Linked DNA regions of Mus musculus: regions 1, 2, 3, 5, 6 and 7 are each linked to region 4. A link is a contact called in public Hi-C, HiChIP or PLAC-seq and promoter capture Hi-C data. All regions are on one chromosome and are shown on one strand. Each heading gives the region's core, a stretch centred on a gene start, on an enhancer-like site or on the middle of the called end of the contact. The rest is flanking DNA. Distances are from core to core; before and after follow the strand shown.

Evidence for each region. Promoter capture Hi-C pulls out the DNA fragments that hold promoters and counts their contacts. A called contact is a pair of places that touch in the nucleus more often than the background predicts. HiChIP or PLAC-seq counts read pairs in DNA pulled down with a chosen protein or histone mark.
Region 1: a contact with region 4 is called in a Hi-C map of B cells, with 5 read pairs. The contact joins the promoter of 4933405L10Rik here to the promoter of Cyb5b in region 4. A contact is called at or near these places in 2 of 484 Hi-C or Micro-C datasets (B cells and cardiomyocytes).
Region 2: an HNF4G HiChIP or PLAC-seq map of pancreatic cancer cells shows a contact between it and region 4. The contact joins the promoter of Dus2 here to the promoter of Cyb5b in region 4. A contact is called at or near these places in 1 of 39 promoter capture datasets (liver) and 1 of 115 datasets of contacts at active chromatin or transcription factors (pancreatic cancer cells).
Region 3: a contact with region 4 is called in a promoter capture Hi-C map of pre-B cells, with 2.4 times the contacts expected there. The contact joins the promoter of D230025D16Rik here to the promoter of Cyb5b in region 4. A contact is called at or near these places in 2 of 39 promoter capture datasets (liver and pre-B cells).
Region 5: a contact with region 4 is called in an H3K27ac HiChIP or PLAC-seq map of thymic regulatory T cells, with 7 times the contacts expected there. The contact joins the promoter of Exoc3l here to the promoter of Cyb5b in region 4. A contact is called at or near these places in 2 of 39 promoter capture datasets (liver and pre-B cells) and 2 of 115 datasets of contacts at active chromatin or transcription factors (pancreatic cancer cells and thymic regulatory T cells).
Region 6: an H3K27ac HiChIP or PLAC-seq map of microglia shows a contact between it and region 4, with 4 times the contacts expected there. The contact joins the promoter of Fhod1 here to the promoter of Cyb5b in region 4. A contact is called at or near these places in 1 of 39 promoter capture datasets (pre-B cells), 1 of 115 datasets of contacts at active chromatin or transcription factors (microglia) and 1 of 9 other capture datasets (liver).
Region 7: a promoter capture Hi-C map of pre-B cells shows a contact between it and region 4, with 3 times the contacts expected there. The contact joins the promoter of Pla2g15 here to the promoter of Cyb5b in region 4. A contact is called at or near these places in 2 of 39 promoter capture datasets (liver and pre-B cells).

What each region holds. Positions count from the first base shown.
Region 1 is chr8:105,706,304-105,710,071 of GRCm38.p6, reverse strand. 4933405L10Rik (RIKEN cDNA 4933405L10 gene) reads right to left here and starts at 1,783. Exons shown (of 4, transcript NM_027655.2): 1 at 1,557-1,783; 2 at 1,059-1,276; 3 at 488-672; 4 at 1-411. The coding sequence starts at 1,640. It overlaps Enkd1 (enkurin domain containing 1), which reads left to right and starts at 1,864. Exons shown (of 8, transcript NM_198299.2): 1 at 1,864-1,915; 2 at 2,149-2,248; 3 at 2,329-2,523; 4 at 3,334-3,506. The coding sequence starts at 2,164.
Region 2 is chr8:106,009,940-106,013,765 of GRCm38.p6, reverse strand. Dus2 (dihydrouridine synthase 2) reads right to left here and starts at 2,288. Exons shown (of 16, transcript NM_025518.4): 1 at 2,188-2,288. It overlaps Ddx28 (DEAD box helicase 28), which reads left to right and starts at 2,280. Exons shown (of 1, transcript NM_028038.3): 1 at 2,280-3,826. The coding sequence starts at 2,342.
Region 3 is chr8:105,222,890-105,226,620 of GRCm38.p6, reverse strand. It overlaps D230025D16Rik (RIKEN cDNA D230025D16 gene), which reads right to left and starts at 1,434. Exons shown (of 16, transcript NM_145604.3): 1 at 1,135-1,434. The coding sequence starts at 1,198.
Region 4 is chr8:107,148,485-107,152,143 of GRCm38.p6, reverse strand. Cyb5b (cytochrome b5 type B) reads right to left here and starts at 1,483. Exons shown (of 5, transcript NM_025558.5): 1 at 1,271-1,483. The coding sequence starts at 1,432.
Region 5 is chr8:105,294,471-105,298,064 of GRCm38.p6, reverse strand. It overlaps Exoc3l (exocyst complex component 3-like), which reads left to right and starts at 1,952. Exons shown (of 14, transcript NM_177788.5): 1 at 1,952-2,159; 2 at 2,359-2,439; 3 at 2,630-2,805; 4 at 2,881-3,100. The coding sequence starts at 2,406. E2f4 (E2F transcription factor 4) reads right to left here and starts at 402. Exons shown (of 10, transcript NM_148952.1): 1 at 190-402. The coding sequence starts at 324.
Region 6 is chr8:105,346,590-105,349,954 of GRCm38.p6, reverse strand. Fhod1 (formin homology 2 domain containing 1) reads left to right here and starts at 1,985. Exons shown (of 22, transcript NM_177699.4): 1 at 1,985-2,302. The coding sequence starts at 2,102. It overlaps Slc9a5 (solute carrier family 9 (sodium/hydrogen exchanger), member 5), which reads right to left and starts at 1,697. Exons shown (of 16, transcript NM_001081332.1): 1 at 383-1,697. The coding sequence starts at 578. Gm46049 (a long non-coding RNA gene) reads right to left here. Exons shown (of 4, transcript XR_003947441.1): 3 at 3,117-3,365; 4 at 2,299-2,880.
Region 7 is chr8:106,148,911-106,152,360 of GRCm38.p6, reverse strand. Pla2g15 (phospholipase A2, group XV) reads right to left here and starts at 2,007. Exons shown (of 6, transcript NM_133792.3): 1 at 1,748-2,007. The coding sequence starts at 1,874.

The DNA.
Region 1 (3,768 bases), core at 534-3,033, 1.4 Mb after region 4:
GCACAAGAGGGGCAGCACAGACACTCAACATCTTGTCGATATCCACTTGCGTCGTCTTATCCACCTCAGCCTTGAGGCTGCCACTCACCCTCAGACTAGACAGACCCCCAGGCTCCTCTCCAACCTCCTCTACCAGAGGAGGAAGATTATGGGTCAGTGGCACTAACGGATTAGGGCAGGGTAAAGCAAGGCCTAAGCCCAGCTCACCTGCCACGGGCAGCAAGGTCTGCAGCTGCAGCTGTTCCACGCCCGGCTCCTCGGGAACCAGTGCTAACTCGGCCTCAGGCTCTACCTCGGGCTCCCTGTCCCCGTCCTCCTCCTGATTCAGCTCTGGGTTGCAGTAGTTGATGTATTGGTACAGTGGCCGCAGGCGCTGGGCTTTTCCTGCAAGAACCCAAGGCAGAGCAAAGGCTAGAACACCAGGCTGTGCCATGTCAGCCTCAGAAGACAAAGAAAACAAGAGAAGAGCCCAGGGACTGCCACTCACGCTCCAACCCCAAGGTCTCGGCGGCGGGTGCGGATGCGCTGGCCACAGCGGGCGGCACAGGAGCCCCGCCACTCTTGCGTTTCTTGGCTTTTTTGTGCTGTTTCGAGGACAGTGAGGATTCACTGTGGCTGCCTTCTGGCTCCTCCTTCTTCTGCAGCACCCCCGGTGGCAGCTCAACTTCTGACCTAGGATGGACATGGTGCTTGGCCCTGGGAGGGCTGGGGAACCCAAACCTGGGACAAGAGGCCTGAAAGAGGCAGGCTTCAGTCTTTGGTTCCTATATCTTGAGCCTAGGGCTTACCCCTGCCTGTCCACTAGAGCTAGTTAGCTGTCCATTTCTTAGACAGTGAAGCTCCAAGCCCAGTAGAGGCTCAGCATTTATGGTAGCTCAGTCTCCTTGCAAGATCTAGAAGTCCCAAATCCATACCAACCCCCCAGCCCCCAAGTTCTAGAGTTGGGAGTGAGGGGTATTGGTCAAAGACAAGAATCTCTGCCTTGAAGGAATGGGGATTTAGGAATCTCCGGGCATAAGACCCACCTTCCCAGCCCTTCCCTCCGAAAGCCCTCTCACTTTCTCTTGGGCCCATGAGCTGGTCTCACGATGGATGACGTAGGCTTGGGTCCTCTCTCCTCTCCTGCTTCCACCCCTGCATTGAGCCCTTCCTCTCCCACCTTTATTCCTTCCTCCTGGAGCTCTGGCTCTAAGCTGTGCCCCACGGGACACTTGTCTTCGCCTGGGCTCCTGCAGGTCTCATGTGCCGGCACCAGACACTCTTCTGTTCCTGGACACTAGAAGATACACATAGGTCATTGGGAGCCGATGGCCAGGCAAAGTATTGTGGGGATCAGTTATTCAAAGCCCAAAGCTGCTGCAATTGGAGTACATCTCCCTTGGTTGGGGGGGTGGTGGTGTCTCCTAACTACATATTGGCCACAAAATATGAAGGTAACCAGCTTAGGCCTCTCTACTTGTAGGGCTTGGCCTGGCAGTTAGAGGGTTGGGTTACCTAGAGTCCCACCTCTCCTGCCCTACCCCTCCATCTCCCGAGCTTTGAAATGCCCAAGTCACCTCAAGGCTCTCTGCAACCTGGGCTAACCCTACTGCTGCCCCATTCTGGGTTTCTGGCTGCCTCTTGGCCCCTTCTGAGGCCATAGGCTATGAGGAATCAGTGCATCCCTCGACAGTTGATCAGAGAAAACCTCAGGCCCAGAGCGGGGCTGGACTGGTACTCAGTGCTGGTAGGGGAGACAGGTTGAGAGGTAAGGCTCCTGTTGAGACCCGAGACTTAGAATCACTCCTCATCTGGAACTACAAACCCCAGAAGGCTGTTCGCCTTAGTCATTTGACCCCTGACCTCAGGAAGCCATTTGTTGCCAAGCAACAGCAACTCCTACCGGCTTGCAACAGTTGGCGGTAAAACTGCTCCAGTGAGAGCCCTCGCTGGGGCTTGGCGGGGGAGGGGCGGCGAACCCCTCTGGGCAGTGGGCTAGTCGCGGGGCGGTGGTACAGTCTGCGCCTAGAGACGGGCGGTCGTCGAGGGGTGGGGCTCGGTGATGGGGGCTACCGCGGGGATGCAGGGCTCGGGTGGAGGGTGGAAGCACCCGACAGGGATTAGAGGGGAAAGTTGCGCAGCGCAACAGGCCCTGGTGCACTGTTGCAGGGCTGCGGTAGGATCATGTGCGAGGGCCCGTCCCGCATCTCTGGACCCATCCCCCCAGACCCCACTCTCTGCCCGGACTACTACCGGCGGCCGGCCTCGGGTGAGTTGCGGGGTGCCTCGGCGGGGCGAGTACCCCGCCCCACCCCTGAGCACGGCTTTCCACCGCGTCTTGCTCCTCAGCCCAAGGACGCCTGGAAGGAAACGCGTTGAAGCTGGACCTGCTGACTTCAGGTCGGGACCTGGACTCCAGTCCTCCTCGTGGCCCTCGCATCAGGCCTGAAGCCCGAGAGATCCTAGAGCGTGGCCAGCGAGGCGTGGGGGACGTGCTGCTGCAACTGGGGTGCATCTCCCTCGGTTCGGGGGTCTCTCCTAAGAGTAAGTCCTTGCAGACGGGGTATTGAGGCATTCTTAGGTCAAAAGCAGAGATTAAAATAGGGTGCTTCTTAATTGCCTTGAGCCCATGCAGTTAATGTTCTTTTCTGGGTCTTAGTTTCTCTAGCATAAAAGAAGGGCAAAATACAATACCTCCTGGCAGGATCAGAGTCTATCCTTCTGCAGAAAGCCCTCGCTTCAAGCTTTCACACCTTGATGGAGCATTGTTTACTTAGTGCCTACTTTGTGCCAAACCCTGTAGCTGTTAGGAAAACGGGGTTAAAAAGTATGGGAGTCGTCCCAGGGTAGGGTAGTATCCAAGGGAGGCTTCCCCTTCTCTGAGGAGAAGAGAAAGGGGTAATGGGGGGGGGGGGATTTGGCACAGGCAGGACTGGGAGTAGAGGGGCTACAATTGGGATGTGTGAATTTAAAAAAAATTGGCGGGGGGAGTATGGGAGTCACAGTTGGAGGCAATGAACAAGACAGGCCATGTGTATAATATACACGGTGATTAATGGTATGCTAAATCATAAAATGTAGAAGATAACCAGGAGGGTGACTGTGGAAGGGAATAAGCTGATAACTGTGCTGTGGGTATGATGTCTAACTTCCATGAAGAGGCCTTGGTTGTATTTAAAAATGTGTGTGTATGTGTGTGTGAACCCAGGGCCTCTCTTCTACCAGACATCTCCCAGATTGTCTGAGAGGTCTTTCTGCCAAGGGTAGGGTGTGAATCTATATTCGATCTAGTCCGAGGTGCATGGCCATTTGGTAGGGCTGTCCCTAGCAATATTCCTCCCTGCACCCTTCCAGGGAAGAATCCAAAGGACCATGAGAAGGAAAACTTGAGGCGGATCAAAGAGATTCAGAGGCGCTTCCAAGACCAGGAACGCAGCCGGGAACAGGGTCAGCCTAAGCCACTGAAGGCACTGTGGCGCTCACCCAAGTATGACAATGTGGAGTCTCGAGTCAAGGCCAGGATGAAGGTATCTGTCCCAGGGAGGCAGACCTATCCATCTTGGCCAAGGCAATTATATCTGATCTAACTTACAGAGCATGTGTGTGCGTGCGTTCATGAGTGCGTGCGTTGGGGGAGATGGTGATCACAAAAGACTAAGACATCTGGGTGGACTTTCTCTGGGGAGCTGATGGCATCAGGTCAAGGATTAGGCTAGAGGAAGAGAACATTCCACAGAGATAAAACCCCACAGGTAGATTCTGGCATCAGAGGGAGTAGGGGCAATGGGC
Region 2 (3,826 bases), core at 1,039-3,538, 1.1 Mb after region 4:
CAAAGGTCATGGGTTCAAATCCCAGCAACCATATGGTGGCTCACAACCATCTGTAATGAGATCTGACGCCCTTTTCTGGAGTGTCTGAAGTCAGCTACAGTGTATTTACATATAAATAAATAAATAAATAAATAAATAAAAAGTCAGGGGTTGGGGCTGGGGCTGGGCCTGGGGCTGGGCATGGTGAGCTCTAAGCTAGCCAGGGGTCCATGAAGAAAGAAAGCACAGGGTCGGGGGCAACAATCAAGCATCAGGACTGTAGCTTACTAGTAAGGCACTTGACTATTACCAATGCACAGGCCCTGGCCTGCATCCTCACTACAATAAAGAAGAAAAATAAAATTAAATAACCTATGTCCTATGTTTGTTTTTTTTTTAAGGTGGGTCTTGCTATTACAGTACAGGTTGACTGGAACATGCTATACAGACCAGGCCGGCCTCCAACTCAGAGATCTACCTGCCTCTGACTTTTTTTTTTTTTTTTTGGAGGGGGGGGGCGGTTGAGACAGGGTTTCTCTGTGTAGCCCTGGCTGTCCTGGAGCTCACTTTGTAGACCAGGCTGGCCACAAACTCAGAAATCCACCTGCCTCTGCCTCCCAAGTGCTGGGATTAAAGGCGTGCGCCACCACGCCCGGCGCCTCTGAATTTTAAGTGCTGGAATTCACAGCATTTGCCACCACACTCAACTAAATTTTAATCTATGTAATGGTAAAGTCATCAATAGGTAGTTATTAGGAGTTCTAGGAACCTCAAAGATACCAAAATCTGAGGATACTCAAGCTCCTACATAAAATTCCTAGGTACTTTTGATTTTAGGGGGGAATTGAATTCAGGACTTCACAAACGCTAATAGGCAAGCACTTTATCACAAAGCTATGCCCCAACGCTCTCCCACATGATTTAAATCATCTGCAAACTGCTTATGACTAATGCAATATAAACATGATGTATATACTTGTTATACTGTATTGTTAGGGAGTAACATTAAAGAAAAATGTCTATACATATTTAGTACAGACACATTTTTTTTCATGAATATTCTCACTCTACAGTGGAAAATTCCACAGAGGTCCACCTATAAATATGGAGGGCCAGCTCTAATGAATGAAATTAAACTTTTTTTTTTTTTAGATTTATTTATTTATTATATGTAAGTACACTGTAGCTGTCTTCAGACACTCCAGAAGAGGGAGTCAGATCTTGTTACAGATGGTTGTGAGCCACCATGTGGTTGCTGGGATTTGAACTCCGGACCTTCGGAAGAGCGGTCGGGTGCTCTTACCCACTGAGCCAACTCACCAGCCCATGAATGAAATTAAAACACTTTCTCCAGACGTTAGGAACCTCCCAGGTAATCAATCCACAAACATTGACCTTATCTCCCACTCCAGACACTTGATGCCCATTTTTTCAGATATGTTCAAAAAGTATGAAGTAAAAAAAAAAAATTAAACGTTTAATAACCTGAACCACTAAATTCATGTCAAGTAGTCTGCTTGACCGGTGCTATGTGAGATAAGTTTCATCACTCCAGGAGGGTAACGGGACCCTTCTTTCTACTTCTAGTCAGGCAATTCGGAATCTGCCTGAGAAGCCAGTGGCTATGAGCAGACCGCTAGAGTGATGGGTCCAGGCTGAGATGCATGGGGGGGGGGGGGGGGCGACGACAAGGAAAGGAGGGTGAAACTTGCCTGGAGAGGTAGGGTCAAAGTGTAAAAAAAAAAAACCTGAGAAACTACACCTGAAAGAACGGAGACCATCTCTCTAACTTCAAAGACGAAATAAGCTGAAGGCCACCAGCATGCACTCTGGGTTCTAAACTAAAGAACTGGGTTGAGCTTAAACCCAGACTCCCAACTTCTGTCTCAGTCCCCTGGCCTACCATTCATTCAGTCTCAGCAAACTTGCATCACCCAGGCTTTGAGTGGATTGCATATCTACGAAAACATCGTCGAACTTTGTACCTTTGGAGTTCTATGGGATGACTGAGCGAGGCAATGAAGACCACAAGTTAAGACTATCAGAAATTAAGCACTCAAATGACAGAGGCCATCCTCACTCGATTCCTTGAGCCAGGGACCCATGGCCCCCTCCTACTGCGGACTCCCATTCCTGCCTCCACCGAGTACCCTTCCCCAAAGATGACTCCAATCTGGACATCGCCATGCCGGGTGGAAACCTACAGACCTCGCAGCCACTGAACTCTTAAGGATCCTCCTCCCTCCTTCCAGCCGGTGCTGCAGCGCCACACGCCACCCTGATCCGCGCCAGCCACCGTACTCCAGACTACGGTGGCGTGCTTGACGTCATTAGCGCGCGCCTCTTCTGCATCAAGGGAAATATGGCTTTAGCCGGGCCATCGCGGCTGCTGGCGTTAGCAGTACGGTTGCTTCTGGAGCCTCGACGGAACCTAGTGGTGCGCGGTTCCGACCAGTCCTTGCCAGTGGTGCGCGTTCCGCGGGCTCTGCAGCGACGGCAGGAACAGCGACAGAGCGGCCGTGGGAGTTTGCAGCGGCCAGTGCTAGTGCGCCCCGGTCCCCTGCTGGTCTCGGCGCGGCGGCCGGAGTTGAACCAGCCCGCACGCCTCACGCTGGGCCGTTGGGAGCGAGCGCCACTGGCTTCCCGTGGCTGGAAGCATCGGCGATCGCGGCAAGACCATTTCTCCATAGAGCGAGTGCAGCAAGAGGCGCCCGCCCTGAGGAACCTCTCGTCCCGGGGCAGCTTCGTGGACCTGGGTCTGGAACCCCGAGTGCTGCTGGCGCTTCAGGAGGCTGTCCCCGAAGTTGTGCAGCCAACCTCAGTGCAGTCGAAAACCATCCCCCCACTGCTTCGAGGCCGCCACCTCCTTTGCGCTGCGGAAACTGGCAGTGGCAAGACGCTTAGCTACCTACTGCCCCTATTTCAGCGGCTCCTGAGAGGGTCAGACCTGGACTCCCGCAGTTTCACGGCTCCTCGAGGCTTGGTTCTGGTACCTTCCCGAGAACTAGCCGAACAGGTGCAGGCAGTGGCCCAGTCACTGGGTGGGTACTTGGGCCTGCAGGTGATAGAACTTGGCGGAGGCCTCGGGATGAGTAGGCTCAAACTTCAGCTGTATAGACGACCGGCAGCCGATGTGTTAGTGGCTACTCCAGGGGCGCTGTGGAAGGCTCTGAAAAGTCAACTGATCAGCTTACAGCATCTTAACTTCATAGTGCTAGATGAAGTAGACACACTGCTAGATGAAAGCTTCCTGGAACTGGTGGACTACATCTTGGAAAAGAGCCCTATAGCAGAAAGTCCAGCCGAGTTAGAAGACCCCTTTAATCCCAAAGCCCAGTTAGTGCTGGTGGGAGCCACGTTTCCAGAAGGCCTAAACCAGTTACTGAGTAAAGTCACCAGTCCAGACAGTCTGACCACCATTACCAGCTCCAAGCTGCACTGTCTCATGCCTCATGTCAGACAGACATTTATGAGACTGAAGGGAGCAGACAAGGTGACAGAACTGGTTCAGATCCTCAAACAGCAGGACAAAGCAAGTAAGACGGAACCCTCGGGAACTGTCCTGGTATTCTGCAACAGCGCCAGCACCGTGAACTGGCTTGGGTACATTCTGGATGACCACAAGATTCAACATCTAAGGCTGCAAGGGCAAATGCCGGCCTCAATGAGGGCAGGTATCTTCCAGAGTTTCCAGAAGGGCTCCCAGAACATACTTGTCTGCACAGACATCGCCTCCCGAGGCCTAGACAGTGTCCACGTGGAAGTGGTTATCAATTACGATTTCCCCCCTACCCTGCAGGATTACATCCACAGAGCAGGAAGGGTGGGTCGTGTGGGCAGCGAAGTG
Region 3 (3,731 bases), core at 185-2,684, 1.9 Mb after region 4:
TAACCAGTCCTGGGATGTCCAGACTAGGTAGGAGTTGTCCAGGGGAGAAAAAAATGTTAATCAGAAGTCAAACATCATTTGCTTTTCAACCACGCTCTTGATGCCTCATATGAGGTTGAATGGAACATGTTCATAGCAGATTAAATTTTGAGAAGTCTACAGGAACAGGCAGTCTAAGTTCTGAGAACCAAGAGCCCTTGATGAAACTGGCTTTTATAATGGGCAAGAAAGAGGCAGGCAGCCACCAAGCCCCAGCAATCTACCCAGCTAGGTAATTCCAATATGCTGTCTCTATAGACAGAGTCGTCTACATTCAAGGATAAGCCATAAACAAATGGAGCAGCTGACTCAGTCCAAGAGCTCCCAGTAGAGAGACAGAGGTTGAGGCCCACACAAACAAGCAGCAGGAACACCTTTTCCCAGCCCCTTCGCTTAGTGCTGCCACTAAGTAAACACACTGGAGTCACTAAATGCAAATACTCTTGTTCACATACGAAGGCCAACTCTCCCCAAGTGACCTAACTGATTTGTCTACCAAGCCAATGTGTAATTTCCACTTCACTCAATTTCAACTTTTAACTCTGGTATCTGGTATTGCGACACCACACGTTAAGAGTACATTTCAAAAGAGAAGAAAACAAGTCGAGAGTTCCTTTTAGAAAAGCAAGCTCATTCCCCCACCACCCCCATCTGATTGTGAGGCATGAGCTTAGGTTTCCCCCACTCCCCTAAAACCAGAGAGAGACAGATCAGAGACCAGAGTGTTGATTAGGTGTGCTACCTAGTTCTTAACTATTAGAGTCAGCAAAATGGGCATAATACTATCGATATTCAGACTTCAGGGAGTTGTATTAGAGATAAATTCAAAAGAGCAGGACCTTCCCACTCCACTAAGTATTTGGTGTGTACTGGCTATTACTATCATAGAGGTCCAAAGAAGGACCCTGCTGAGACATCGCTGATCCTATGACAGACGGGAGGAGCGGGATTCTAAAGCCCGGAGCCGAAAGACTAAAGGGTGAGAAAAGGCGAAGAACCGCGGGCGCAGGGGCATCTGGGGCAGGAACCAGAAGCGGAAGGGACTAGGGAGAATTAAGGGCCAGCCAACAGGATCCCAAAAGACCCCACACTCACCCAGAGTGAATTCCCATTGCTCGTTCCCCAGAGAGCGTTCAGGCACCACCTCCAGGTCCAGCATTGGGTCGGTTCGCTGGGCCGGGCGGCCTCCCTGCGGCAGCGCAGACAGGACCCGGCCTGAGGAGAGCACGCAGCTGCTGACTGGTCGCTCTCGCCAGCCCGCGGACGTCCGGCTCTCCACTCGGTTCCGGGCGGCGACGGCAGCACGAACACAACAACACACTTCACCTCCCTTCAACCTCCCGGGCAGCAGCCCCGGCAGGAGAGGCTGTAGCAACAGCAGCGCCCAGAGCAACTGCAGCAAAAGTGGCGTGCCGGGCCGTAAAGCGTGGCAAAGGCGGGGCTAAATCATGAAGGCGGGGCTTGAGGCGGAGTCGCGCACGCGCAAACTCTGGATCAGAGGCCAGACCCGCGCGGGTAGAGCTGGAGGGAAGAGCAGCTGCTTTAGAACTTAGGGGCCACATTCCAGAGGTCCTGAAACTGCACAGCGCACCATATATGCCTACGCAAGAAAAGGCACAAGGCGGGAAACATGTCACACAAAAATAAAGTCTTCCGTCTGCACACTTGTCCCACTAATCTGCACTAGGAACAAAACGGACAGGAAGGACCCAGTCCCAGAGACTCACGGCCCCGCGGACCATTATCAAGCTTGTCACGTACTGACGCTGGCTGCCACTGCCTAAATTGTTCAGAAACCTACTCTCCTTGGACCCAGTGGTCTCTGAGCAGGGTCCACCTCAGAGTCGAGGATGTATGAGTCCGTTGGCAAGGGTTAGAGCGAGAGGATTTGAGTTAGAAGGCTGAAGAGTTCCGGGCCAGGTCTCATTTCCAGAAATGCTCAACCTAGGGAATACTTTCTAAGCACAGAGGCTGCCTCCTGCAGCTCCGCCTGGAGTCACCATTGCTGCTTGCCAATGCTTTATGGTAGTGACTAAAGCTCTTAAGTGTTCTGTGCCTCCGTTTCCAGTGAGTAGAAGAGGGGCTCCTCTAGTTATTCAGCCAGAATTTTCGGCTTGCTTGCTCTAGGGCACCCTAAAATTAAAAGGCAGCTGAGGCCTCTTTTGATGACAAGACCTCACACCCTCAGTCTCATTTTATAGACGAATAAATGAGGCACAAGGAGGGTAAAGACTTTACCCAAGCTTCCTTGATCCTAGGCAGCAAAGCTCGATTCCCATTATGTTTCCTAAGGGTAGTATTTAGCAGGGAACTAAGTGACAGACTAAATACTCAAACTGGCTATAAAGAAGCCTAACAGTGGATACGTCACAAAATTTCAAGTCAGTGCTATGGGATTAAACAAAATAAAATAAAAATAGTAGAACGTCTTTGAGAAGCATTGCTGCACGCCAAAACAACTGGGTCACTGGGCTGTCTGTCCAGTGGGAAAGTGGCTGCAGAAACGCTGACGTGTGTAGCTAGCTATGTTTAGAGGCTGGGTGTGCTGATTTGTGCCTGCTTGGAATCCCAGCAGTTGGGAGTGAGGCAGTAAAGAAGTTCAAGGTTAGGCCAGCCTGGTCTACAAAGTGAGCTCAGGACAGCCAGGGCTATACAGAGAAACCCTGTCTCGAAAAACAAAAAACAAAAAACAAACAAACAAAAAAAGAAGTTCAAGGTCGGGCTGGAGAGATGGCTCAGCTGTTTAGAGAAGTCAGTGCTCTTCCAGAGGTCCTGAGTTCAATTCCCAGCAACGACATGGTGGCTCACAACCATCTGTAATGGGATCTGATGCCCTCTTCTGGGGTGTCTGAAGACAGCTGTGGTGTACCCATACACATAAAAACAAGCATAACTTAAAAAAAAAAACGTTCAAGGCCATGCTGGGCTACAAAATGAGTTCAAGGCCAACTTGAGATAAAGTAGACGCTGGCTCAAAACAAAACAAAAGAAGGTGGACCCTTCCCCCACCAACTTTCTAAATTGAATTCTAATGCAAAGCAGAGTAGGAATAGTTATATGCTAACAATAACCAAGCAAGCAAGCACCAAACACTAGCTTTTATTTATGAGGAGGGGAAAGGGTCTGGGTTCTGAATAGGGATGCGGTAGGCTGAGCGGAATCTCAGGAAAAGAAAGACAAAGTCCCAGGCTTCTAAATAGGAAGAAAAACGATTTTTAAAGTTTGGATAAGCCACAAAACTGGGAATAATATTGAAGCAACTCCTAGGAGACTCCCAGTTGGTGTAGTGTGTAGTGATTTCTGTGAATTCAGGATGTTATCTTTGCTTATTTAAATGTGACCCATTCAAATTTTGTCCTAAGTAAAAGAAGCTTTGAGCTGGGTATGGCGGTGCACTCCTTTAATCCCAGCACTCGGGAGGAAGAGGCAGGCAGATTTCTGAGTTTGAGGCCTGTCTGGTCTACAAAGTGAGTTCCAGGAAAGCCAGGTTATACAGAGAAACCCTGTCTCCATAAACAAAAACAAAACAAACAAACAAAACAAAATAAGAAGCTTTGAATAGCCGAAAAGCTATTGGCAGAAGCAACAGAAGCAAATTCCAGGCTAGCCTGATCTACATAGTGAGTTTCAGGAGATCCAAGGCTACCTAGAGATCCTGTCTCAAAACAAAAACAAAGTCATGAACAAACAAA
Region 4 (3,659 bases), core at 234-2,733:
TGTACTTACACATAATAAATAAATGCATAAATCTTTAAAAAAAAAAAAAGAATCTTTAGGCTGGGCAGTGGTGGCGCCTTTAATCCCAGCACTTGGGAGGCAGAGGCAGGCAAATTTCTGAGTTTGAGGCCAGCCTGGTCTACAGAGTGAGTTCCAGGACAGCCAGGGCTACACAGAGAAACCCTGTCTTGGAAAAAAAAAAAAAAAAAGATTGACAGTCAGCAAAGGAACAAGAGAGTAACATCTTAGTGGGGTGAAATGTTCTTTTTCCTTACTGTAGTGACTACATGGTCAAATACACTTGTCAAACCCCAGCTAGAGGTGTAATATAGTTGACAGTGTTTGCCTAATAAGCATGAGCGATCTGATCCCTAGAAAGGCATATACAGGAAGATTAGAAGTTCAAGGTCTACAGAGACTATGTAATAAGCTGAAAAACGCCCTGTCACAAAGAGGAAAATTATCTGTGGCCCAACAGTCTCAAAGAGATCTTGAGTAATAAGATTTGATTTGAAGCACTAACAAAAGGGTTGAAAGCCAGGTGTTGGTGGCCCACACATTTAACCCCAGCGTTCAGAAGGCAGAGGCAGAAGGATCCCTGAGTTCGAAGCCAGCCTGCTCTACATAAAAGTTCCACGGACACACACACACACACACACACACCCCACACACTCTACTGCCTAACCAGGAACAGGGGTGGGAGGAATCTCAGCTCACTGGATAAGAGCACATGTGCACATGTTCTGTTTTCTCGGAAGATCCAGTACCCAACACCCACATCAGGAGGCTCACAACCTCCTCTTATCCAGCTCCTGGGGTTCTGACCTCTGGCACCAAACGCAGATGCAGATGCCCCCACCCCCACCCCCACCCCCCCCACATACAAAATTTAATTGTTTTTACTTTTTAAAAAAACTGCCTTCTCCTCTAGAAAATAAAAGCCCCCCAAAGCACTGCTTTCTAAGGCATACTTCCTGGAAAGGAGCAGTTCTGAACTGGGCTCGATTAGGTCGTTAAGTGTGTGCCCTTGAGAGCTCCCGGCCTCCGTGAGCCTCAGTTTCTCTTTATGGGAAACGGGTTGATGGCCTGGCGTGTGATCTAGCATCCTGCAAGTGCTCCATGCATTGAGAAACGCACGTTGTCAGTCGAGGCTGAGACTGCAGCCCCTCCGAGGGTCACGGTTCCTTCCGGGCGCCGGACAGCCACGCGTGGCCTCTCCCCACCCCCACCCCGGCAGCGCGCGGAGGCCTCCCGCCTCCCCGGCCCGCACCTCGCTGAGGAAGCGGGTGATATCGTAGACTCGCCCGTGGATCACCATCCACGTCTCTTCCGCCGAGTTTCGCTTCGCCACCTCCTCCAGCCGGTAGTAGGTGACGGAGGGCTCGGAGCCCTCGACCTTCTCGCCACTGCCGCTGGCCTCCGGGGTCGCCATGGGATCCGAAGCCCTCTCCGCCGCTATCTGGGCTTCCACCGCTAACTTCCTTGACTTGCCGGCCCGCGCTGGGTCCTCCTCGGCTTCCGTAACCGGGTAAACCTGGTCCGACGTCCGACTGGCCAATCGGCGTCGACCAGCCCCTCCAACCTTGCCAATCAGATATCGTGATTTTGGACCAGCGCCTAAACGTGGCCGGGTGACAAGTGTCACCACAGGAGAGCATTCTCTCTGCTCGGCCCATGGGCAGGCCCGGCCCTAAAAGAAAAGAGCCGGTTTCCAGCGTCTCTTTTCCCTTCCTGCCACCCTGGGTCCCCGAATGAACGGACCCGCATTTTCCCTTGATCTTCCCATCCAGAATTGCAGCCCCCGGGGTTACAAGCTTTGCTGTCCCCCAGACTGGTTCCCTTTAGGCTCCAAAAGGCTCAACAATTAAAATGGGTGTGGTGACCTCTACCTTCCTTGCCCAGAGGTTTGGGATGTGTGTTAAAGAGAGTGTGCTAAGAGAGGCGTGAGCCCAGCAATCCACTGTGTAAATCACAAGTGGCGTTGGACTCCATGGCTCTTAGGTACAAGGCCTTAGGACAGCAGTTGGGGCAAGGGTAGATGTCCTAAGTTTCTTCCACTACTGACAAAACAATCTCTAACTGAATTCTTCAGTGATCAGGGCTCATCTACACTGTTTTAGTTTCTAAATGGCCTAAAATAGGATTTACTTCAAATGACCCTTGCTAAAAGTCTAGGTAATTTGGAATTCTAAGTTAATGTGCAAGGTTGCGAGCCTTTCTCTTTAATTGCGGTGAAAACTAAGAGGCTGATCATCCTAAAATGTTTCACGGTGTTACTTCACAACCTAGCACTCATGACTCTGTAAACTATTTGCAACCTCTTTCACTAATATTTTATTGTTTGTTTGTTTGTTTAGAAATGTATCAGTATGTAAGCCTGGTTGTCCTGGAACTCAGAGGCCTCTGCCTCCCATGTGCTGGCTTAAAAGGACACCACCATGTCTACTTTCCATAACCTAAGTTCCTAATTACACAAACTATGTACTGTAGTTTGCTCTGATGGCTCTCATAAATACTGACCAAAACCAGCTGGAGAAGTAGAAGGTTTATTATGCTTGCAGGTTATAAGCCATTGTCTTAGTCAGGGTTTCTATTCTATGCACAAACATCATGACCATGAAGCAAGTTGGGGAGGAAAGGGTTTATTCAGCTTACACTTCCACATTGCTGTTCATCACCAAGGAAGTCAGGACTGGAACTCAAGCAGGTTAGGAAGCAGGAGCTGATGCAGAGGCCATGGAGGGATGTTCTTTATAGGCTTGCTTCCCCTGGCTTGCTCAGCCTGCACTTTTATAGAACCACAACTACCAGCCCAGGGATGGCACCACCCACAATGGGCCCTCTCCACTTGATCACTAATTGAGAAAATGCCTTACAGCCGGATCTCATGGAGGCATTTCCCCAACTGAAGCTCCTTTCTCTGTGATAACTCCAGCCTGCATCAAATTGACACACAAAACCAGCCAGCACAGGGGAAAGGCACCACAGTAGAGACTCAGAGCACTTGCTGAGCAAAAGTGACGACTTAACCATTCCCTCCCTCGGCAGTAAAAGCCCGGCAGGCCTTCCTATGCCTGTAATTCTAGTTCTGGGGTGGTGGTGGAGGAAGGCAGCTCCTGAGAGCTTGCTGGCCATCTGGTAGAGCTGAAAACAGCAAGCCCCAAGTTCAGGGAGAGACTTTCTTTCAGGGAACCTGAAGAGGAATGACAGATGAAGACACGTGACCACTCCTCCAGCTTCCTTGTGCATGTAGGAGTGAGCACACAGATTTGTAAACTGCATATCCCTACAAAACAGTGAAAATGAAACACAGAGCAAAGAGCTTGCTTCTTGTATCGCCATTCTCCCACAGACCCTATTATAAAATTTGTGAGGCAGTAAGATTTCCAAAAAAAAAATCCAGAAAGTTATACGTGGTTGAATTTAGGGCTTATGGAAAATCTGCATCAGCTCCACCTTTAAAAAGTACATTTACGGCCCCTAATGGAGGAGCTAGAGAAAGTACCCAAGGAGCTAAAGGGAACTGCAACCCTATAGGTGGAACAACAATATGAACTAACCAGTACCCGGGAGCTCTTGTCTTTAGCTGCATATGTATCAAAAGATGGCCTAGTCGGCCATCACTGCAAAGAGAGGCCCATTGGACTTGCAAACTTTAT
Region 5 (3,594 bases), core at 703-3,202, 1.9 Mb after region 4:
CGGGACCCAGACAGAGCTGAGGCTTAATGGCTTCGGTGAATGGAAACAACCTCCCGCCTCTCTCATCAGGGTGAGAAAGCACACGGATGGCGGCCGGAGGACTCAGTGGGGCCGCCCCGCTGGCTTCCCGCTCCCGGTCCAGGCCTGGTGCCCCCATCTCCCCAGTCGCCCCCTCGGCCCGGAGCGCACCAGCTTGAGGTCAAGCACGCCGTCCTTGGCTTCCTGCAAGAGCGACACGAACTTGGTGGTGAGAAGTCCCAGACTCTTCTCGTGCCGGCTTGGAGTCCCCGGGGGCGGCGGCGCCTGTGGCCCGGCCTCCGCCATCGCGCCCGCCCGCCGCCTCCCCTCAGCCAGGCCAGGCGAGGCCGGCGGCGGCGCCACTTCCGCTTCCGTTCCTAGTCGCCGGGCCACCGGAGCTATCAAGGCTGCTTCCGCTTCCGTCTCGCGCCTTCCCAGGGTATCTGGTGCAACTCCCGTCTGCTGATCCGGACGCAAAACTCCGGGGGACCGTCGGCAAATGTATCATTAGCAAAGGAAACCAAAACAACTCCTTAGGGCAGCTAGGAAACCTGAAAAAATTGTATGGTAGGAAATGGAAGAAGTTAGTGAGCAGTACCGGCAGTTGAGAAGCGAGAACCACCCGACTCTTCCTTGCTAAGCTGCTTCTAGACTACTAACTGCCTGAACATTCCATCCAGGGAAGGGAAGCCATAAGCCACAAGCTTAGCCTATTTGCTTAAAACTTATTCTAAAGGCTTCCCTGATGTTCAGAGATAATTCCTGCTGTTCCTGTTACTTCCTGCCAAAACAGCAAGCACTAACAATAAATAGCTTGCATACTTCTATCTCTTATTTCGTTCCAGCATCATTTTTCGCTGGCCTCCATGCTACATACAGTTCACAGTGGCCAGGAGTCTTATTTCCAACCACTACTTAGTCCATGCAAAGGTGTTTGCCTGCGTGTGAATATAAGCAAAGCCTTTAAGGCATTTTCTGACACATGGGAAGAACTGTGTGTTTGCAAGTCTCATTTATTTTTGCAGTTTTTAAAGGTTTATATTATTATTATCATCATCATCATTATTATTATTGTGTGTGTATGTGTTTATGTTTGTCCACATGTGTGCAGGTGCTCAAGGAGGTTTAGAAGAGGGTGTCAGATCTCTGGGAGCTAGAGTTAACAGGCAGTTATTATTAGCTGCCGTGTAGGTGCTGGGAACTGAAGCCCTGTCCTCTGCAAGAGGAGCAAGTGCTCTGAGCCTCTGAGCCATCTTACCAGCTTGCAAGTCTTATTTATTTTTAACAGTGTTATCACTTATGGTTATGTCTTTATGACGGTCAGTCCCTCTAGGACACAAATTGCCTTCCCCAAATTGATTGATGATTCACACTTGTGAGAAAGCAGACTTCGGAAGCTCTAGTTATAATGGAGCCTGAAGTTGGGGTAGTCTTCCTGAGGTCTTAGCTGTCAACCCTTCTGACAGTAGGAAGTGAGGGTCTATTATGATGGGTGGATTTGGGTGGTGCTCCATTATATCTAGTGTCCTCCCTAGCTCCCCATCACTTACAGGAACAATGTAGCTTTTTGGATCCCTAACTGCCATCTCTCACTATTCTTTTGCCTCACCACATGTGATCTTTCCCCTACCAAGGCATATACCATCTGTGGTTCTCAGACTCGACTGCGGTTTGCTGAGGCTCTACCACATAGGGGGTCATCCTTCAAACCAGCTTGAGGCCAAATCAGCTTTAAATATGCATATGTGTTTCCGGAGTATTTAGAAGTCTAAGGTGGGCTGATCAAGACTTGGTGCTCACCGGGGGAGTCCACAGCTGCCCCCACCCAACAGGAAATGGCGCCCAGCGCTCCCCACCTCAATGCAGATGCTTTTCCTGTTGGGAATAAAGTGCCAGAGACTCAACTTCCTTCCTTTCTGCTTTGAAGGAGGGGCCTTGGGGGAGAAGTAGGGGTTTCTGGGCCGTGAAGTGGGAGAGAGGCTTCCTTGGGGAGAGGAATTTGGCTGCTGGTGCCAAAGGAGCTGGAGTCCCTCCGGTCCCGTGAGCAGTGAGGGTGTGCCCAGCTCTGCAGGAGCGAGAAGGCTACTCTCAAGGCCAAGGCCACTTGCAGAGGAGGGAGAACTGGACACCGGTCAGATCTGGTAAGTTCTGTACCAAACTATCCTGGGCGTTACAGAGCAGGAAAGGGGACTTACAGTTTTGCCTATTTGCATAGTCCAAGCCAGAGGACTGAGGCCTCCCAGGTATCCCCTTCTTACTTCCTGAAGGGGGTAGGCAAGGACCCTGCTCCTCTTTCTCAGCGGAGCCCAAGGAACATCCGCTCTGCCTGATCTCCTCCAGGCACTCGCTCCCACTCCTACCACATCGGCAGCAGCTCTAGGCAAACTATGGACAGCAAGATACAGCCCACACTTCGTCCTGGTATGAGCCTCGTTGGCTGGGCTTGGGGAAGGATGATGTCAAGACAAATGGGAATTAGTGGGGTTGGGTTTTCCCGTCAGGTCTAGCTAGAGCTCTATAGGATTGCCAAGAGTGGGGCTGTCCCGAGGAAACAGAAGAGCAGCAGGTGCGTTAGCCACAGGCCCTCCCTGACTGACACAACCAACCCCAGGATCTTCCTGCCCAAGGCCTGAGTGGCCAGAGCAGGAGAGGGCCGAACAGCTGGCTCGGGGTGCAGCACTCAAGTGGGCTTCAGGCATCTTCTACCGGCCAGAGCAGCTGACCAGGCTGGGCCAGTACCGAAGCCGTGAAATACAGCGTAACTATTCCCTGGAAGCAAGAATTAAGGTGGGTGAGGAGCAGGAGTGTTAGACTGGGCTGGAGGGCTGGCCAGGCCTTAGGAGCGGCTACCTCTCTCCACAGTCAGTGGTGCAGTCCTACCTGGAAGGTGTGCAGACTGGTGTGTGGCAGCTGACCCGAGCCCTCGAGGCTGTGCAGGGAACTCGTGAAGCTTTGAGCCAGGCCCATCACTTACTAAAGGGTTTGTCTCGGACCTCACAAACCCTGGAACCCCTGAGGGAATGTGTTGTCCAGCACAAACAACTTCAGATCCTGACTCGGTTGTTGCCAAGGCTACAAGCAGGTGAGTGGGGGCGGGGAAAGCGGAGGTGGAGAGCCCTGGACTTTAGCTTCTAAGAATCCACAAATCCCATTCTGATCAGCAGCTGGGGCACTAGGAAAGGGATTACATGGAGAGAGACACCAGGGACATCCCAGAGAATAATCCCAGCTTCAAAGAGTGTGAGAAATAGGCGCAGTCGCCTCATCCTGGGCTTCTCAGGCTTGGGATGTTAAAGTCAGCACGGGAATTCCATGAAGTGGCTATAGCCACAGTAGTTTACTTACTGAAAGAACGTTGGCTGTAGCTCTGGTAGAGCATGTGTTTAGTATGTGCAAGGCCCTAAATTCAATCTCAGGCATCACCCCAAATAACACATATATACAAAGTACAATACATACCTGCATCCATACATATATACATCAATGTACACACACATACATAACAATACATATGTAGTTATGTTTGTAAGTATTTCATAACAAGATTGGCAAATAGCAACCAGCATGGCCTTCCAT
Region 6 (3,365 bases), core at 736-3,235, 1.8 Mb after region 4:
GTTTCTGAGAAGCTGGACGTCTGGAGGAGAGGCCTTACTGACGTTTATTGAGGAGAGCTAACTGCAAGGGGAAGGGGAAACTGGGGGAAAGAGTCTAAGGATGGAACGGTGAGAGGAGAGCGGCGACAGGCAGCTCTTAGGAAGGCAAATCCCCTGAACTACCAACCAAGAAGGGAGACCCACAAGAGAGCAGGAAATGGGAGAGAACCCAGATTTGTGGAATTGGAGCCTAAGTCCCCGCACAATGCAAGACGCAAATCTGGAGACCTAGGGGCTTGGGGGCGGGTCCTCTGCGGGCCGCTAGCCTGGCGTGCGGGCGCGCGAACACACACACACACACACACACACACACACACACACACACACACACACACACACTCACCGATTTTGGCTAAGCTGGCCACCAGGATCCACAGGGCCACCAGGTAGGGCGCCTCCACCTCGTGCCACTGCCAGCGGAAGAGCGCCAAGCCTGGAGGAGGCTCACCCAACGGCCCGGACTCCTGGGTGGGTTCTTCTGTGGCCCCCGCCCCCGCCAGGGGCAACCCGGGCAGAAGAAGCAGTGCGGCGCTCAGCATCTTGCTGTCCTCCGGGCACTGCACGGCCGCCGGCCCCGCGTCGCTGCCGCCGCCGCCGCCGCCGCTGCCGCCGCCTACCCGGCGCCCCCGCGTCACAGGCACGTGGGGCTCACTCCCCCCAATCCGAGCTCCGATACCCCCAGGCCAGGTCCGGACCCCGAGACCCTGCCCAGGATCCTAGCAGTTAGGATCCCCTCCTCCATCTCTTCTAGGTTAATCTCATCTCCGGAAATTCCCCAGCATAACCCTCCTAACCCCTCGAGTCCTGAAACCCACTCTTTCGAGTGTGCTCTCCTAAACCGCCTCTCCTCCGGATTCAGAAAGGTGACCAGCCACCGCGTCCCGGAGCACCAAGAAGGACGGGGGTCTCGGGAAGCAGAGACAAGCGCAGCTACTGCAGAACACCGCCCAGCAGCGGGCCACCCGTCCCAGGTGCTCAGGCTGCGGGTCCCAGTGCTAAGCTGAGAAAACCGCAGGGGGCGGTGCGCTGCCGCCTTCCAGCACGATCTCCAAAACCTGGGACCCCCCTACCGGACCACAGCTGCGCACGCGCACTGGGCACACCCAGAAAGCCTAATGGACAACGGTGCTCTCAACGTACCCAGAAACCTCAAGGCCGGGACGGACCCGGCTCTTTCCAGGCTGAAAAGCTGGCTATTCCTCATCTCTCCAGAGCCCAGAGGCGCCGCCTTCCCTTTCCTTCAAACTACAGGGAACTGTTTGCCTATTCCATGGATCTGAGAGGACCTTATGGAATTCCCTTTAAATTAGGAACAACTTGGGGCATTTGACTCATCTCGCCCCAAACCGAAGAATGTCTCCACTTTTCATTCATCACCCAAGCCGAAAAAACATGTGCTACCTGCCTCCTCACAGTGACTCATCCCATTCTTTTTCGAGAAAGAGCACCCGTCCTCTTTTTTTTTGCCCCCACAGCTAAAGGGGACTGAATCCACCTCTTCTTTCAAATATAAAATCTATTTCCACTTCTTATTCCACATTGAAAGAGATTCTTCTTACTGCTTTCCCCAAATGAGAGAAATGCTTTCATTTGTCTTTCAAGCTAGCAATTAGTCCCATCTCGTCCCTTGAGAGTGGCCCAGCTACCCAGATTATCCGAAGAGATTTACCCCCCCCCCCCCATCTGCCCTAAAAATCCTTACAAAGATCCGCTGCAGCCTCGCCCATACCAAATCTAAAGAAAGTCTCCCCGCCCTCTGCTCTGAGGCGGAGCGGGAGCTCGGGTTTTCCCGCCCTCCTAGCAATGGAACTAACGGGATCACCAGCTCTCTGAGTGGCTGGCCCAAGCGCCGCCTCCGGCGGTGGTTAACCCCGAGCGCGCGCTCGCCGCTCAGTCTTGGCTCCACCCCCTTCCTTGGTCCTACCTTCATCTGGCTCCGCCCCTCGAGCCGCGAGCGTCCGGCCCAGCCTGGCCCGGCCCTAACAGCAAAGTTTAGTCGAGTTGAAGTTGCAGCATTTGCAGGGGACACAAGAGGCGTCCAGCGGTAGCCGGTGGCAGAGCCATGGCGGGCGAGGAAGAGCGCGGGGATGGGGACCCAGTATCCGTGGTAACTGTGAGAGTGCAGTACCTGGAAGACACCGACCCTTTCGCTTGTGCCAACTTCCCGGAACCACGCCGGGCCCCCACCTGCAGCCTGGACGGGGCTCTGCCCCTGAGTGCGCAGATCCCTGCTCTGCACCGACTCCTGGGGGCGCCTCTTAAGGTGAGGGGCGCTGCGGAGGTTGAGGTGGGCGGTGGACAGACAGTGCTTCTAGGAGAGAGATCGTCACGGGCGGGTGCTCGCCTCCAGAAAAGTCTCCGGCCGGGGTCCTAAGGTCTATGCTCCTCTGCCTACAGGGGGAGACTCAAGTTGAGGGGACAGTATAGAAGCCAAATGAGAGTTTGTGATTTGTTCCACTCGGGCTTCCCTTGAAAGTTAGGCCCTCCTGAAGAGGTGCTTGGAGTCCCCTCGCTGCCTCTTTGCCAGGGTTGCTGCTGTGGTTGTAGCGGATTGGGGAAGTGGAGTTGGGAAGGGACAGACTTCCACCTGCTCCAGGTAGTCGGGGGCGGGGCCCCAAAGAGGGGCGGGTTTAGGGAGCAATCATAGAAGGGATCGAGGCTACCGGCTGGGTTGGGTCCTTGGAATACAGTCTCTCCAGCGCTGTTGAAGACTGGAGTCCCAGCCAGGATGAGAGGAGTCCCTTGGAAGCGGCCGTGCGCTCATGGGAGGCTGCCCGGGTGGGAAAGCCCTTTGCGTCACCGCCCCCATGGTCCCTTAGGCCCGCCGCTGGTGGCCTACGCCTGGAAGGGAGGGGGTGGATCAGTCTAATTTTAAACCGCTGGCCTACCCTAGTTGCCGACGTTCCTAGGCCGACTTTGCTCAGTTAGAGAGGCATTTTTCCGTATGTCCAGCAGGACCACCCCTCCCCTCCTGCTGGCCTCCCCTCCACCTCCCCGCAGGCATCCCTTTCCGGCTTGCTTTTTCCGGGCCAGGACTCCCAGAGGCATACACACTACCACCCCCCAGGGTTCCTGACCTGCGGGTTAGCTGGGAGCTGTGAGGGAGATGGGAGGGAGTTGATGGGGTGCCACAATTGGGCGCGGGGTTGCGTAAACATGGCCCTTAGCCCCGGGGTCTCCCCTGGAATGTGCCCTAGGCTCCAGGCCTCTAAACTGCATTCCTCGCGTTGCAGCCAGCCCTGCCTCCAAGTGCAGTCAGGAGGGGGTCGGCGAAACTTGGCCTGGGGAGTGGCCAGTGGCCAGGCAGAGCCCCAGCTCTTTAAGAC
Region 7 (3,450 bases), core at 758-3,257, 1.0 Mb after region 4:
ATACAGGAGCTCAGATTCTTTCAGAGTCTAAGGCTTCTCAGCTATGATTTAGGATAACCAAAGTCTGCATAGATTAATTGGCAGTTAGTGCCCATCTGTCCAAGCGATACTATGCTGCAAATAAGCCAGGTGTGATGGTGCACTCCTTTAATCCTAGTGCTAGGGAGGGAGAAGCAGACAGATCTCTGTGAGTTCAAGACCAGCCTGATCTACAGCAAGAAGACAAGGCTACAAAGACTCTGCCTCAAGTAGGAAACGCGTATGTGGTCAGAGAATACACACATCTCAATGTCATGGGCCTTATTCTTAGATCTTCTTACATTCACACGTGACTTCTTCACACTGGTCCTCAGGGTTAAAGTCCAGATGACCAAGTCACAAGTTCTACACCACCCATATCTCCTGCCTTCCCCCAGTTCCATGCTGACCAGCCTGGAGCAATCTTCCAAGCCACCTTACTTCCTGCATATTCCAGGAAGGCTTCCCCAGCGCTCCCACACCTCTCTCTCTCACCTCTCAGGATGACCTCTCTGAGAGGCACTATTACTACCATCCAGGAAGCTTGAGAGAGGCAGGTCCAGCTGTATACAAATCTCAAAGGGAACCTAGGCTCAGAATCCCCCATCCCCTTCGCTGACCTAGAATGACATTGCTTTTCAAGAGAGGGTTTCTCAGCTAGGCATGGTGGCATACACCCTTGATCTTAGTACTTGGGAGGGAGAGGCAGGTGGGTATCTGAGTTCAAGGCCAGCCTGGTCTACAGAGTGCGTTCCAGGACAGCCAGGGTTACACAGAAAAACCCTGTCTAAGACAAGACAAAAAGAAAAAAGGGAAGAAAGAGCACAGGAATTTATGCTCCAGCAGAAAGAAAATATATATATATATACACACACACACACATATACATACATAAACATATATATAGCGTACGTTTCAGCATGTCTCTGTTCTCAGGAGTCCTGGCCAGCGAAACACCAGTTCAAAACGACTTCCATTGGCTGAATGGGGCATCTAAGACTCCTAGAGATTTTAGCCTGGCCTATTACCACATAGAAACATTGTTATTTCTGTTCCGCTGCCAAGTCTAAGACAGAAGAGCAAGTGGGCAGGGAATGTCACCTGGCCTCAGTACAGCCTAGAGTAATTAGGTCTGGAAGCGGAGAGTGGAGGCATGCTCTCAGACTCCCGGACTCCCTCAACGCCAGTTCAAGACTGTTGTCCCAACCCCATTCCTCTCTCCTCCCTTCCCTTAGCCACCCTGTTTCCCTTAGGCCATCTCCTCGAAAGTCAATACCATCCATTCCATAAGCTGAGAGCAGAGAAATGCTTTTGGGGGCCAGCGTGGATAGAACTTGCTACCACTCATTCCCTGTGAAATAGAGAGGGTAGGAGGTAATGACCGATTCTGAGACTGCCTAGGAACCCGCTGAAGTAGGGTTGAATTGCCTCAGTCTTTCCAGCTAAGAAATGGGGGCATGGCGAGGCAAGGTTTGGAGCTGTTGCAGTTAGGTGGAGTGGAAAGCCAGACATTATCTATTCCCTTTACTCTCACGTTTCAGAGGGCTCCAGACCACACCCATGCCCGGTATGGCGGGAGGTGGGCTAACCGAACTGACCCAGGTTAGAAACCAAATGCTCTGGGTTTCGTGCTTAAAGCAGATGCACAACAGAGCAGTTGGCCCACCAGACCCTGGCTGCACTGGATCCTGCAGGATCCACCCACCACCACCCTGAACACGAGTCTCACCCAGCACCACCGGGGGGTGACGTTGGGCCGGGAGCGTCAGGTCTGCCAGCATCATTAGTAGAAACAGAGGTAACAGGAGGCCACTCCGGAGCTGGGTCTCGCGACAGGTGCAGAGATGGCGATCCATGGCGTGAGACTGTGGTCGCAGGTCCAAGGGGCTGCTTTAGAGATTAGGGATCGTGCCTAGGCCCGGGCCGCAGCTCAGCTAGTTAACCCCACCGCTCGCAGATACCAGTCAATTAAGACCCGCCTCTTGCTAAGGCTCTACCAATTGCAACTCTCCGCCACGAGCGTCCCTCCCACCGGAGCTCACCACCCGCCCATGCCCACCTCCGGGACTTTGCTGCGCGCCGAACGCATCGATCGACCAACCGATGGGAGCCGCTTATCATCCCAGCTGTCGCCCTGCTCCTACACAGCCCCATCTCACCTCACCGTGAACCCAACACAGAACAATTCTCAAAGTCCACTCAAGTAGTTCTCATTCCTAATTCCTAGCCTTCCCACAGCACAAGGACCAAAAACATGCCCTTCATTTGCTATGGGTGAATGGTCTCTAAACAAAAAAAGAGGAAGTTAGTGTTTTGGAACTCGGGTGACCAGCAGCTGTCCAGGACCTTTATACGGCCTTTACACTGGCATCCCCAGGGGCATCTAGGTTTGGCCGCCCACGTCCAGAAAACTTTTACTGTCTGCCTTGCCGGTAGAAATGCATGTTAGAACCCAAGAAGCAGGTCTGGGAGAAGAAGCTAAAACAGCCTTTCTTTCTTTTCTTTTTTCTTTCTTTTTCTCTCTTTCTTTCTTTCTTTCTTTCTTTCTTTCTTTCTTTCTTTCTTTCTTTCTTTCTTTCTTTCTTTCTTTCTTTCTTTCTTTCTTTCTTCCTTCCTTCCTTCCTTCCTTCCTTCCTTCCTTTCTTTCTTTCTTTCTTTCTTTCTTTCTTTCTTTCTTTCTTTCTGTTTTGTTTTTCGAGACAGGGTTTCTCTGTGCAGTCCTGGCTGTCCTGGAACTCACTTTGTAGACCAGGCTGGCCTTGAACTCAGAAATCCGCCTGCCTCTGCCTCCCAAGTGCTGGGATTAAAGGCTTGCGGCACTACGGCCCAGAGATCAGCCTGTTTCAAACGGTCTGTCACTCTGTAAGTGCAGCACACGAATAGAGTTGGGAGTGGTTTGGATCTGAAAGTCTGAACCATTTCTCTGTAGGATTCCCCTGCAAAGAACAGGGCTCGAGAGCTCATGTTGGCACTTTAGCCCCTGTCCGCGCAAGCCTGAGGACTCAGGAAGGGCATAAGACTGACTGGAGCGAGGAGCTGGGGCCCAGACGGTAGTAGGCAAAAGGCTCAACACCCAGTAATATGCCAACACTCTGGGGGTGAACTGACCAGTGCTTCTGAGAAATAACCCTCTACATACTTCCTTCTGAAGGCCAACTGTGCTTCTGGGACACTGCTTGGTCCCAAGACTTCTGCTCCACCCCCCACCTCTTCCTTCCCTCTTCTTGGTAAACAGCTGACCCCACGTTAATGCCAACAATTCTAGTTTTTATAGCAAAATAGGAAGTTATTTATTTATTAAATTGTATTTTGGTTTTTTGAGACAGGAGGATTTCTCTCGGCCGTTCTGGGTATCCTGGTACTCACCAAGCTGGGCCCCAACCTTACAGAGATCCCCCTGCCTCTGCCTCCCTAGAGCTGGCATTAAAGGTG